Linked DNA regions of Sus scrofa: regions 1 and 3 are each linked to region 2. Evidence: chromatin contacts called from public Hi-C data. All regions are on one chromosome and are shown on one strand. Each heading gives the region's core, a stretch centred on a gene start, on an enhancer-like site or on the middle of the called end of the contact. The rest is flanking DNA. Distances are from core to core; before and after follow the strand shown.

Region 1 (4,580 bases), core at 665-3,164, 180 kb after region 2:
TGCTCAATGGGTTAAGGATCCGGCGTTGCCATGAGCTGTGGTGTAGGTCGCAGATGTGGCTCGGATCTGGTGTTGCAGTGGCTCTGGTGTAGGCCGGCAGCTGTAGCTCCGATTCGACCCCTAGCCTGGGAATCTCCATATGCCGTGGGAGCGGCCCTAGAAAATGCAAAAAGACAAAAAAAAAAAAAAATCAAACGAGGACATGTATATGTGTGTGTGTATATATATACACACACACATGTATTAAGGTACTTTGAACATGGAGTAAGAACCCAGGAAATGTTAGGGTAATATAATAACTACCAGAGGTCCTAGCTGAAACATTACCTTGATTCAGCTGTGGTAAACCACTTCTCAGAGCTTGGATTAGTCCTTAAGTCAACAATCAATAAAGCAAAAAGGAAAAAAATCCCTCAGAGTAAAAATGAACTTTGAACACCCCCAAGTCACCTAGCAAGGTATGATACAGTTTATTTCTTTGCATTTAGTCCTGCAGAGTAGTTTTTATTCATCCTAAGTTTGAGATCCTGTGAGTGAGACTTAAGAAAGGTAAATCTATATGCAAATGTCAGAGCATCCCATTCCTTCTGCTTTAGCCATAATCACAGAATCCCTGGAGGACACTGAGAGATACTAGGAAATTCCAAAATGTTCCTGCTGACTTGTGGGGTTGACTTCATTCTGTCCTCATACCAGAGCTTTATTGACTTAATGTGGGCTGGGAGATTTGTAGTTTGTGGTGAAGACGGAGAAGAATTAAGGGGGTCATCCTCTAGGCAGCTTTAGGGGAGGCTAGATTTTCATGTGGGCTCAGTGGGAAATTAAATGGGGTGGATGGTGCTGCTCCCACATGTCTAGGATGACCCTTTATTGAGCACCCAAGATGTGCGAGGCTCAGAACTAAGCCCTTCCTACACATTAGCTATCTTATTTAACTTCACAGCAACCATGAGGTGGCATTATTTAATTTTTATTTATTTTTTACTGTATTTTTTTTTATGGCTGCACCCATGGCATATGGAATTTCCCAGGCTAGAGACTGAATCCCAGCTGTATCTTCCTTTTGTCTTTCCAAAGGCTAAACACACCAGTTTGCTTCAACTACTCTTGGAGGCTGTGTTTCTGAACCATTTCTCCTCCTGTGCTTCCTGATGCTGGCTGCACAGCAGGATAAAAATCACATGGGGAAGTGAAAAACAAACAAACAAAAAATACAAACCCTGAGTCAGAGCCCTGCTCCAGACGGACGGAACCCAGATCTGGGAAGGTGGCCTGGGCATTATTGTTTTGAAAGAAACTTTCTCATTATATTTTAATGTGCAGTTAGTACTGAAAAGCACTGCTCCAATTTGCTTGAAAAATGAAGACCCTCTGGAGCGAGGAAAAAGAAATCGGTTCCTTCTAGCTAATGATTATTATCCAGAATTATCTGTGGCATATTCCACATAATTTAACAGGCCGCCTCTTTAAGGGCAGCTGAATGCAAATGTTTCGAAAGCATTGGATGGGATGTCAAGGTTCCCAAACATAGCCATTTACCGGGTGCCAGCCTCTAGTGGAAGAGATTTGCGTACCTTTTACATTTCATTTCTTTTTTTCAGCACTGAGAGGTTGGGAACGGTACTCCCATTTTGCAGATGGGATGAAAAGAAATTGAGGAATTTCCTCCCGGATTACTCCAGGGGAAGGTGAAGAACTAAGGCTTTCGGATAGCAGCAGTCGGCACTTCACCACGAAGCCGCGCGCGCCCTGCTGGGACTCGGGCTTCCCTGGCACAGTCCCCAGGATAAACTCCGCGAGCTTCTACGTGGCCCGCTGCTGCATTCGGTCTTCGAAAAAGCCTCAGAGCTGGAAAGCGCCTCTTTCTGGGAATAAGACTAGGGAGGCGGCGACGGAGGACGATACCCGTATCTCAGACCCTGCCCAGAGGAGCCCCGCAGGTTCTAAGGGACTGGCTTGCCGCACTGACATCGGCGCGCTGACACTTTGCAGATCTCTTTCTCTCAAGAGAGAGCCCTTTTAATTTTCACTTCGGCCCAGCAAAGGGGGTTAATTTGGCCCCATTTTCCAGACGAGGAAAGTGAGTCTTTCTCTCCCCGTAGGTCGCAGCGTGGGGAAGTGGTGGAGCTGGAGGTGTCCGCCTTGTCCCAGAGATAATAAAACCTGCACGGATTTCGTCATTATTATGCAAAGCCGGCGGGGAAGCTCCAATCCTCCCTTGACCGAGCCCATCTGTCTCCGCGCGCCGCCCCCGGGGCACAGAAGCCGACGGCAAACGGAGCCGAGTGGGTGGAAACCCTTCCTCTCCGCTTGCCTCGCCATCGCTCCGCGCCTTCTCCGCCAGCGCCCCCGAGGCCGACCTCCCTCGGCTTAAAAAAAAAAAAACTGCGGCCTCCCCAGCACCCCGCCAGCGGCCCCTAGGGAACTGCATTAATATTAATCCCCATGCATAATTGAAGGCCAGAGATTTATTCGGGCCGCGGTGGGGGAGGGCGCCCGGCTGGGCTGTGTTGTGGCCGCGCTACTCAAAAGCTTCGGCCGCTCGGGTTCCGCGGGGCCTGGTACCCAGGACGTGGGAAGTTGGGGCGGGTGTGCAGCCTGTGAGGATGAGCTTGGGAGTAATGTGAGTCTGAGCAAGTGTGCCAAGGAGTGAGGCGTAGCGCTGGGGGCTGCTCGAGGGAGGCGGGGACGGAGGGGCATCCCAGGTCTTCACGCCTTGGCTTGCGTTTTACCCACAGCCGGGTGACCCCGGGCCACGCGGGCTTGAGAGGAAACAATAGCGACTCCTTAGATCCTGGGCTCCTGCCACCGGCGGCCCAGGCCTTCCCAGGAGACCAGCGGGGCTTCTTATTTGGCTAGTTTATGGCGAGAGGCTGGGCGGGGGCGGGGGCGGGATGGCGGAGGAGGGACCGCGGCTGGAGCTGGGGGGCGAGGGGGCGGCAGTTAAAGGAGTCTCCCGAAGCAGAGGCGCTGGTGATGTCAGCTCTCTACTAAAATAGAGAGGGATCGCCCGCAAATCCCCAGCTCCAGCGGGGCTAAACCTTGCAACCCCTCCCCGGCCGGCGCTGAGCCAGGGCGCAGCGACCTCCACCGCCTCCCCCGGCGTTCACACCCACCGCACACGCGCGCACGCACGCACGCACACACACGTTCCCTTGCACACCTACCGCACTCGCCGCCCTCCCACCCCCCACGAGCCCGCGCTCCGCCACTCGAAGCGCCCCACACCAAACACAGGTGGCAGCGGCGGCAGGTCGTCCCTGCGCGCAGTCCCGGAGGCGGCGCCTCTCTCTTGGGGGAAACCACCCTCCGAGCCTGCAAAGCACCCAGCAAGGCACTACCGGAGCCGGCGGAGGGAGCGCAGGACGCGCGCAGCGGAGAGCGGAGACGCGGCTTAGCGCCGGCTGGAGCCTCCCGCGCCCCCTGAGGCGCTAAAGGGCTTACCCAGGAGGCGGGTGGAAGGGCGGGGAGAGGTTCCCCCTTAAATACCGCGCTCCGCCACACTCGTGCGCTCCCCCGGCACCCGGTCGCTCCTCGTCCGCCGCAGCCGGACCTTGCAGAAGAGGAGGGGGCGTTCCCCGAGCCATGGCATCCACGGAAGGGTAAGGGGGCTTTTCTCTCTACTCGCAGGGAAGGGGGAGGTGTGCGTGCGGGGTGGTGGTCCCTTATCCGGGATGAGAACCGAGAGACGCCGGCGCCCGGCCTCGGAGATGGTGGCAAAACGATGGCTCTGCTGGAAGTGGAATGGTGGGGAGGAATTGATTTCCTTTCCCGAAGCTTGCTCCTTAACCCTTTAAAGACGCGAGAGACCAAGGCTTGTTTTATTTTAATTAAAAAGGTTCGGTGGAGGTGTGAAAAAGAGTGACGAAAAATCCTCTTGAGGTTACTTTTGAGATTTAAAAACAATAAGCAGTCGGGCACCTTGAGAGCAGCAGACACTGCCCGGGGGAAGCAGCGCTTGGAGAGCGGCGGCGGCTGGAAGGTGGGGGACCAGCTCGAAATGAATGAGCTGGAAACAGGGACCGGGGCCGGCCGGGGCGGGGCGAGGACCTGCGCGCCGGCCTTGAATGTCAGATTTGCAGAGTTGCGGAGTAGATGCCGGGCCTTCTCTGATCTCTCCTTGTCCCTGGATGGTGGAATCTCCCTGGCCAGCTTTAAGGAAGAGTGGATGAGATTTGGGTGCTTCCCGGGAAGAGGCGGGAAAATGAGTGATTTGGGGCAGGGACAGTTCTGCCTTCTGTCTTGGACTTGTCTCCTGCCTCCGGAGGCTGCAGTTGGATGGAGAATGCTGACAGTGATCAAAGCAGCCGTCTTTAGCAAAAGGGACATAGAGCTGCAAGGAACCCTTGACTGTCTCAAAGGGGCCAGAACAAAGTCTCCGGACCAGTGTCTCCTAGGACACTTTCCTGGATTGGGAGTGTCTTAAAAAACGGGTTGGGCAGCTCAGACCTTTGATTAATTCACAGAAGTGCACTAACCCCTTGCAAGAGACCACTGGATCTACCTTCAATGGAAAGCAAATACCAGGGGATCCTCTGAGCACAGGTGGAGAGTCCTGGGTTCTGGAGCTTTCCAGAACT
Region 2 (4,449 bases), core at 621-3,120:
GCGTGGGGGTCGGCGAGCGCTGCCAGCTCGGGGAAGTGAGGCTCGTGGTGCTGGTAGAGGCGCAGTAGCCGGGCGGCCGCGTCCCGGCCACGGTGCAGTTCCAGGACGCGCCTCGCTGTCCGCTCGCGAAACACGCATACTGACTGCAGCAGCGGCTCGTTGTACTTGTCCCACATGCCAGCCACCCGGTAACCGTGCACCAAGCCCGCCTCATTGTCCAGAAAAACCAGCGCCCCGCCGGGGCCGCGGTGCAGGTTGCTCGTGGCGCGTTGCATGACCCTCGGGTCCCACTGCAGGCTGAAGAGGTTGCTGACTAGCCGGTCGAAGTTGGCTGTCAGGTAGTCGAAGAGGATCAAGTCGGTCCATTGCACCAGGTCCACCAGCTCCGCCTGGCTGCGGTTGGCCAGCTCGGCCCCCACGGCGCGCAGGGGCCGCAGATGGCCGTCTTCAGAGCGCCAGGGTGCGGGCACCACCACGTCAGTGAGGTTGGGCAGCCACCGAGTCAGGCTTACTACGCTGCCCTCGGTCCAGTGAGCGGCACGAAGCTCTTCCTGCACCTGAGCCCACTGCGCGCCCCGAGCTTCCACCCGAGCCAGTGCCAGCGGCGGCACGTGGCGCTGGAGGCCCAGCAGGCGTGCCAGGTAGTAAGACAGGGCCTCGCCCTGTATCTGCTCCGGGTTGATGCCGTAGCGCACGCAGGCGCGGGTGCCGTCGGCGAAGCGAGCCAGCCGGTTGGAGCTGCGCCCGCAACCCCCGCGCTCCAGGGCCACCACCCGGGCGCTGCGCGCCGCCTCCAGCCACGCCGCCGCCTGGGCCTCGGAGAAGCCCGGGGGCACCTGCTCCTCCAGGCCGCGGCTCCAGAAGACGCCCCCGTGCACCGCGGCGCGTTCCTCCGGCCAGGACCGTCCGGTTGGCACGTGCCGCCTGCGCTCACCCGGGGGCTGCCCGGGCGGGCCGTCAGAGCTCGCCGCCAAGGTGAGCAGAACCCGGAAAGTTTTCAGGGAGCCGCCGCGGGCGTCCCGCGCCAGGGGCGGGGGCAGAGGGAAGCGAGGCGCTGGCTCCCGGCCTCCGCTCCGGGCCGGGCGCCGAGGGAGTCGGTCTTTGGGCGTCTGAGAGGCGGGCAGCTCGGTCCGCGGCGGCAGGAGCCCGCCCCACAGCGCTAGCAGCGAGCCCAGCGCCAGTAGCCAGAGCCCCGCGGTGGCGGCGGCGCCCCGCATCCTCCAGCCCATGCTTCCCCGGCCGGGCCGGTGCCGCCGCCGCTTCAAGCCAAGCCCCGGCGCCCGGGTCTCGGCGGCGAGGCGGGCCCGGCAGCTCGTTGGCTCCGGGGCTCCGGGCGCCTCAGCTCCATCGCTGCAGCGGGGCGCTGCGAGACTAGCCGGCGCTCTGCCCGGCGCTGAGAACTAGCCTCGCTGCCGCTTCCCAGCTGCTTTTGTATTTCGCTGTGAGACCCTCCGGCGGGCGCGATTCACAGGCGCCCGGACCACGTGGGAGCGAGGGGGGATCCCCCTCCCCCTCCTCCTCCGCCGCTCCCCGCCCCCCTTCACTCCCCCGCCCCTTCCTCTTCTCTTCCCCTTAAAGCGGCGATGGCTCTTTCCAAGCGGGAGAAGCGGTCCCACACTCACTCAGGGACTTAGGGGCCAGGAGCAGGAAGCCGGGTTGGCGGCGCCCGCGTGGGGGCGTCGGAGCCGGCAGCACCGAGCTGAAGTCACGCGGGGTGGGAGCTACGCGCCTCTGGCTCTCGCGGGGGTTAGAGTGGTCGCGGAGTCCCTGCACTAGGGAAGCTCCCGTCCTCCAGCAAAGTTCAGACTAACCCCCACCGCTCTCTCCGCGCCGCCCGGCGTGGATTGGGGCGGGTCCCTTTGCCTTCTCCGTTGCAGACGGTGATTCACCCTGCCTTATGTAAATCCCTGGGAATCTCTCCGAGCCACAGAGGATATGACTCCAGCCCGGTTAGGAGAACCATCTGTAGCAAACAACTTTGAACCGACACCCCCTTTCCTGAGCGCGCTCACCACACTGGTCCCTGAGGGCTGTGCGCTTTGAGGTTGGTAGCTCCGCCTTTCCCGAGGGACTCACTGGGAATTAAACTTTGCTGTGCCCAAACACCTAGGCAGGTGTTCAACAAAGTATCTGTCCTCAGTTCTGGTCAGAGAGCAGTAAAATGCGGAGATGCGGTCCCCGTGCTTACGAAGCTCACATTCTAGGGAGATGTACCGGTTGCCCCAGAGAGCTTTGTTACCGAGGATCAGATCTGATGCAGGAGAAGGGGCTTCGGAGACCATTTCTCCAATGAAATGGTCCTCTTTTGCCCAGGAGGAAACTGAGGCAGAGAAGGGATAGGCGAACTCAAGATCCCAGAGGTAGCAAGTGGAGAAACTAAAATTCAAACTGAGGTCTCTGGGCAGCATGCCACTTGATTTTCCCTCTAGGGAGAAAGTTCACTATCTTTATCAAGTTGTTAGCATTCTCCTTTTTTAAAAGACCATTGTCATTTAGCTAGTCACTATATTCCTCAAATAGGATTTTCAATTCAACAAATGAAAAAAAAAATCCACCATATTGCATTTGACTTCATAGTTTAATGGTTTAAGGGAAGAAGTGGTTGGAGGAGGGGGTGGAGGAGCAAAAAAGTAAAGAATAAAAAAACAAAACAAAACAAACCATATTGTCTTCCAGCCACTTTTGCATTCAGTCCTCCTAGAGAGCTCTTGGATAAGAATCGGCTCTCCCTCTCACTTCCCTGAATGAGCCTGTGTCCCAGATCCAAATCAAGATTCTCAGGTAAGACACAAGTTTGGGGGGGATGGGGGTGGAATCCACCTCTGAAAGCAGGAGTTTGAAATCTGTTTCCTTTCATGTGTTTCTTTTCTTTCTTTTTATCCCCCATCAGATACAAATGGGGGTTTTCACTGCAACAGCTCATGACCTGGCCTTGATTATATTTATGCTCCAAAGAATGAATATTCTAGAGTTAGAGGGCAGATACTCTAAAGTTTGTGACTAAGAGGGTCCAAGGACCACACCTGGGGCCTTCCAGTGCTGATCCAGTGTAGTGTCAAGTGTTTCCATAGTGACTGAAGTGTTGGGTCTTTGCTGAATCTCTTCTGCACCCCACGGTGGCAGTACCATGCCATTTTATACATATTACCTGATGATATTACTATGGCCCCCATATGGATATATCAAAATCTTAATTCATTAAAGGTACTCTCTTCATGCTCTGTGCAAACTCCTAACCCTCATCTTTCCCTAATGGGGAAGGACTATGTCGTAACAACTTTCTATGTGTCTTTATCACCTAACATAGTATATTGCACTAAAAAAGTGCTCAGTAAATTGAGTTTAATTTTTTATCTTTTGGTTTTACTTTTGAGAATTTTTTTTTTTTTGAATGCGTTGCTTTCAGCTTGGATAAACTATAAGCAAGATCCCCACCTTGTGGGCATAAGTAGAATATCATCTAACTAGAGAGAAGTATACGCTTTCAACAGGTCGGTTAATTAAGTTAAAGTCTGAGAATATTATCTGGCCACCATGGCCCACACCATGTCCTAGGGCTGTAGGGAAATCTGGTGTAGTCCATGTCTGTCTTTTTAGCTGTGAACAGAAGCTATAAATAACTAGAAGGGTTAGTTCACTGTAAACTCTATGAGGAGTCTGCCTGGCTGATGTTGTTTAGGGCTGCCTGGCACTAAGTGGGTGTTCAGTACCAATTTGATGACTAAAGCATTGGAATGTTAATGAAATAAAGCTCTAGTAGATGCAAGTAGTATGCATCAAGTCATTTTAAAAAAACCTGCTTTTACTACTAAAAGATACCAAATAAAAACTTTCATTTACAAAAGTGAAAACAATACTGGTGAAGAATCCACATAATGCAAGAGAAAGAAGCACATGATTTTCAGTCTGGGAGGGGTGACTTCAACCCAGATACTCCAGATCCTAGAAGCTTCCAATTGACTTACCGGTATCCACGAAGAAAACTGCAGCCTTAAAGCAGTCAGCTAAGCTCTTCCACTTCAGAAGACAGACTGACTCTAGCCTAGCCCTTGGCCTGTAGCCACTGGATGGAATGTACCCCAGAACAAGAGCCTCTATGAGATGCACTGATAGAGGCTTAACGAGGGCATTGAAATGGAGAGCTGCAGAAAACCATAGGAATGAAACAAAACCAAAAACGAACGGAAAGGCGAATGGGATTTAAATGCATTGTTTAAATGATTATTTTAGACAGTGTTGGAAAATCCTCCTGTTTCCCTGAAAGATGAGGACACTCCCATCTCCCATTCTCTTTCATTCTGGGCCTGAGGACAGCCTCCTGCCCACCCCCACCTTGTGAGCCCCTAGGGCTCTTTGGGGTGCGCAGTTCATCACAGTGAGTGACCTCAGTCCTGCCCTCTGGCAGTTGCTTGGGCTGTTCTTTCGTCCCTACCTAGGAACCTAATTTCG
Region 3 (4,190 bases), core at 571-3,070, 170 kb before region 2:
TGCCCTTCTAAGAAGAAGAAATTTGGATACACAAAGAGATGCCAGAGATCATGTGTGTAGACAAAAGGCCACGTGAGGACACAGTGAGAAGGCAGCCATCCACAAGCAAAGGGGAGAGGCTCAAGGAGAAATCAAACCTGCTGATATCTTGATCTTGACCTTCAGCCTCCAAAACCATGGGAAAATTTAACTTCTGTTATTGAAGCCACACAGTCTGTAGCAGTCCTTACAAATGAACACAGAGTATTGAAGCATAGATCGCCACAGTCTGATTTTATTTTCAAATGATCACTCCAGCTGATATGAGAAGGCCCTAGTGGGGAAGAGATCAAGAAGATCAGTCAAGATCCCACTACAGTGATCTAGGTAAAAGGGGACAATGTGTTGGACCAGATTGGTAGCAAAAGAGGTGCTGAGAAGCAGCCAGAATCAGGTGGATTTTTCAGCAGAGATAACAGAATTTGTGAGAAAGAGAGAAATTAGAGCTGCTGGCAAGGTCAGGCTTGTTCAGAAGATGCAGTCAGGCACTGGCTAACATTCGTACCCTAACTGCCAAAATGTCCTGGGTACTGCGACAAGATACTAAAAAAAAAAAAAATGCCTCCTAGGATTTTGGAGCCAAACCAGCTTTTAAAGGAACAAAAGGCAGAGGCTACTGAAGGAAAGGAAATCCTAGCACAGTTCCAGAGTCAGGATGCTTGGGTTCAAATCCTAGATTCACTTCTGTGTGACTTAAGGGCAAGTTATCTAAATTTTCCAAATCTCAGGTTTGTTCATCTAGAAAGTAAAGATGACAATATCTGCTTCATTGGACAGTATGAGAATTAAACGCAGTATTTATGTAAAGCTCTCAGCATGGATTTGACCGAAAGTAAATGGTCCATGAATGTGATGCATTGGTTAGCTCTTGCTAAGTAACAACTCCTTCCCCCAACGCTAGTGACTTAAAATATGAAGCATATAATTTTGCTCATGATCATGTCAGCTATTTTTTAGAGGGCCAAGCAGGACCAAAAAGATGAGCTCTGTTTCTACAGGGCCTGTAAACAAAGAAAACAGTGGAAACATATATGCACAAAGCTCACAAATCTTTGCACAGGCTATTGGAACTTGTTAAGCGTGGACTTAGACTGGCTGGGGGACCTGAGTTCTAGTTGGGCTGTGTGATCTGGGGCCAGTTCCATCCCTCTCTATGCCTCAGTTTCCTCATATATAAGGGAAGGTGCTGGATCAGAGATTCTGGAGGCTTTCCTCCAAGACACTAATTCTCTTGAATATACGTAACACACCTACCTACCTGTGTCTTAAACAAAGAGGGGGCTTATACAAATCCAGAGTTAAGCAGTCTGGACTGATGTGGAAGCTCAATGACATCATATGAACAAATTCTCTTCTGTCTCTCTTCGCGCTGCCATCCTTAGAGTGCAGGCTTCTTGTCTCATGGTACCAAACATCGCCTCTTTGTTCTAAGCAGGCAAAGGGAAAAGGCATAAGGAGAACAAATATTTATAACTGTGGAGTCTGTCATTTTATATGAGGGAAGCAAGGGCTTGTGATTCAAGCTTATAACTTATTAGCCAGAACTGTTCCCCGTGATTACTGAGCTGGAAGGTGGCTAGGACTTCTGCCTGGGAGTCGGGTCAGTCAATTCATGGTGTTAGCTGCAAACACTAACTATGAAGACATATAGTCTGGAGAGGGTGTTTTGGGTCCTCATAGCCACAGGAGCTCTGGCCAGTCAGCTGGCTTCATGGTGGCTATGGAAAGGTTGTTCCCCTGGTAACAGTTCCCATATAAACCCATGGGACTACAAATTCCAAAAGATAAGGACATTGTTTGCTTAATCTCATTGCAGCTTCAGGACCTAGTTCAGGGCCTGGTACATTGCAGCTGCATGACAAACATTTGTATAATGAACAAATTGTCCATCAATGGATACGGATTTCAGTGGACTGGGGCATTCGGGGAGTAAGGGATCTGGATAATTGGATTTTCTGGCAGCCTGAGGGTGAGGCAGAAAAGCTTATGATCTCAAATTAATTCTAGCAACACCAAGTGGCTTCCATAGCCAAGGCTCCAAGGTAAAAATAAAAACCCATGTGCTATGCATGTGTCATGGTCAGGGTCTCAGCAGGAGATGACACAATCAAGGTGGCTCAGGAGCGTATAATGAGGGACTACTTACAAAGGTGTGAGCAGGATTAGGGGAAACCAGCCAGGGGTGGCGAAGACCCTGGGGGCTGGCAGTGCTGGGGAGCTGCTACCAGCCCTGCTGACAGAGGACAGGGAGAAAGTGGACTCTAAAAGAAGAGAGTTCCCTTCGTGGCTCAGCAGTTAACAAACATGACTAGGATCTGTGAGGATGTGGGTTCCATCCCTGACCTCACTCAGTGGGTGAAGGATCTGGCATAGCCATGAGCTGTGGTGTAGGTCCCAGATACAGCTCGGATCTTGTGTTGCTATGGCTGTGGTGTAGGCCGACAGCTGTAGCTTCGATTTGACCCCTAGCCTGGGGACTTCCGTATGCCTCAGGTGTGGCCCTAAAAAGGAAAAAAAAGAAAGAACAAGAGAGCGTAGCTGGAGCTGGCACTGGAGCTGCAGGTGTGGACTGCCTGGGAGGAGCTGAGGCCTTCCATAGAGGAACACTGCCACTGGCCACTACCACAGACTGGGGCCCTAGCACCCTGCCCTCTCTCCTTCCATCTGCTGCTTCCCCTGGTTTATCTCATCTGCTGAACTGGGGACCAGAGCAGGGCCTTACTGATGCCATCTGCTGAGATCAAACTCTGGGGCACAAAGCAGGGAGCAGAGGCTAGAGAGAGGTGCTGGGGTGGGGTAGATGGCAAATACCCAGCACCGTGTATGGTATGACATCTGCATGATTACTCTTGGAGGTGGCTATTACTGTGTCTACTTCTAACTAGTCCAACAGAGGCCCAGAGTAGTTCCATCACTTGTCCAGGTTCACCTAGCCCACGGACTAGAGCTCAGATCACGTGACTCCCATTCCCAGTGTGTGTGACTCCCATTTCAGTCCGTGTGACCCACCCAGAAAGCATCAATTTTGCAAAGTATAGGATTGAAATTTGGATGCCAGGGGCGGGGGGTCTCTCTTGAAGCCTCTGAGAGTGTCAAGAGAACTGGATCAGAGGTCAGCAGAGCTGAGGTCCAGGCAGGCCTCCACTCATGACTGGAGGCATGATAAATTGAGCCTGTGTTATATGCCAGGCACTGTGTTAAATGCTTTGTATGTATCACAGCACACCCTCAGAGGAACTTATTATTTCCATTCATTGGCCCCAAAACAAAAGCACAGAGAAGTTAAATTACTTGTTAAAAGTAGAAATATGATTCAAAATCAAGTTTGTCTGGCTGGAAAGACTAAGCCCCTTCCTTTACTCCAGCGGTTGGCCTTTGGTGGCCTGTAACCTGATTTTGACCCACTCAGACCCCCAAATTTTTGTAAAGAAATGAAACCAATGGCCAACATCTTAAAGTTGTGCAATTACATGTAAAAAGCTGAATTTCTCCTGAAATTTCTATTGAAAAAAATTTCTATTGAAAAATTGGAAAACTGGAAACCCTGGGCCCACATTCTCAAGTAGTGGTAACTAAAACTGAGGAATAGCTGCCTCTTCAAATGAAAAATTTGCTCCTGTTTTTGCCACAATCCCTACCCCTCCCTATTGTGCCCAACACCGAGGCTCAGAATCAGTTGTCATTTCTTATCTACCTGTACCATTGGTTTTCTTACACTCAGTCCACTTGACTCATTTACGCTGCCTGCTTGGCTCTGGTAGGCATTTGGGTTTGTACCTCCAAAGTGCCCATTTCTTTGGGTACAAGATCATCTACTGGGGTGAGAGAAGCAAATATTGGACCCTCTGTCAATATGCATGATCTAATTCATTTTCATGTTTATTTTCAATTATCAATACAACAGTCATGGCTATGTTTTATAGATAAATTATGCATATACACTGAGGATATCTGCTCAGAATTCATTTTTCTGTAGTCTCTGAGACAGAAAAGTTTGAAGATCATGGCTTTTAAGCACTAGCTGTGAGACACTAGGGAAAATCCCTTTGACTCTCTGCGCCTAGATTTTTTTCCCACTGGAAAATGGAGATATTGTTACCATCTTGAAGAGTTGTTTCAAAATTCTAAGTCCCCAGCAACCTATATCGTGC

What was found. A called contact is a pair of places that touch in the nucleus more often than the background predicts.
Region 1: a Hi-C map of epiblast stem cells shows a contact between it and region 2, with 2.8 times the contacts expected there. The contact joins the promoter of SLC1A2 here to the promoter of FJX1 in region 2. A contact is called at or near these places in 1 of 47 Hi-C or Micro-C datasets (epiblast stem cells) and 1 of 2 datasets of contacts at active chromatin or transcription factors (alveolar macrophages).
Region 3: a Hi-C map of liver shows a contact between it and region 2, with 4 times the contacts expected there. The contact joins the enhancer-like site here to the promoter of FJX1 in region 2. A contact is called at or near these places in 1 of 5 promoter capture datasets (liver), 2 of 47 Hi-C or Micro-C datasets (both in liver) and 2 of 2 datasets of contacts at active chromatin or transcription factors (alveolar macrophages and skeletal muscle).

The regions. Positions count from the first base shown.
Region 1 is chr2:25,601,978-25,606,557 of Sscrofa11.1, forward strand. SLC1A2 (excitatory amino acid transporter 2) reads left to right here and starts at 1,915. Exons shown (of 11, transcript XM_003480708.4): 1 at 1,915-3,602. The coding sequence starts at 3,586.
Region 2 is chr2:25,421,679-25,426,127 of Sscrofa11.1, forward strand. It overlaps FJX1 (four-jointed box protein 1), which reads right to left and starts at 1,871. Exons shown (of 1, transcript XM_003353898.4): 1 at 1-1,871. The coding sequence starts at 1,229. It also overlaps a transcript of PAMR1 not described here.
Region 3 is chr2:25,248,176-25,252,365 of Sscrofa11.1, forward strand. LOC102157601 (a long non-coding RNA gene) reads right to left here. Exons shown (of 7, transcript XR_001306887.2): 5 at 1,298-1,466; 6 at 138-313. Among named protein-coding and RNA genes, the nearest start is that of LDLRAD3, 95 kb to the left of the region's middle. Within about 2 kb of position 1,821, at least 2 of the 83 cell types and tissues checked have an H3K27ac peak or open chromatin away from gene starts, as enhancers often do. A contact at or near this core is called in liver, where this site is marked.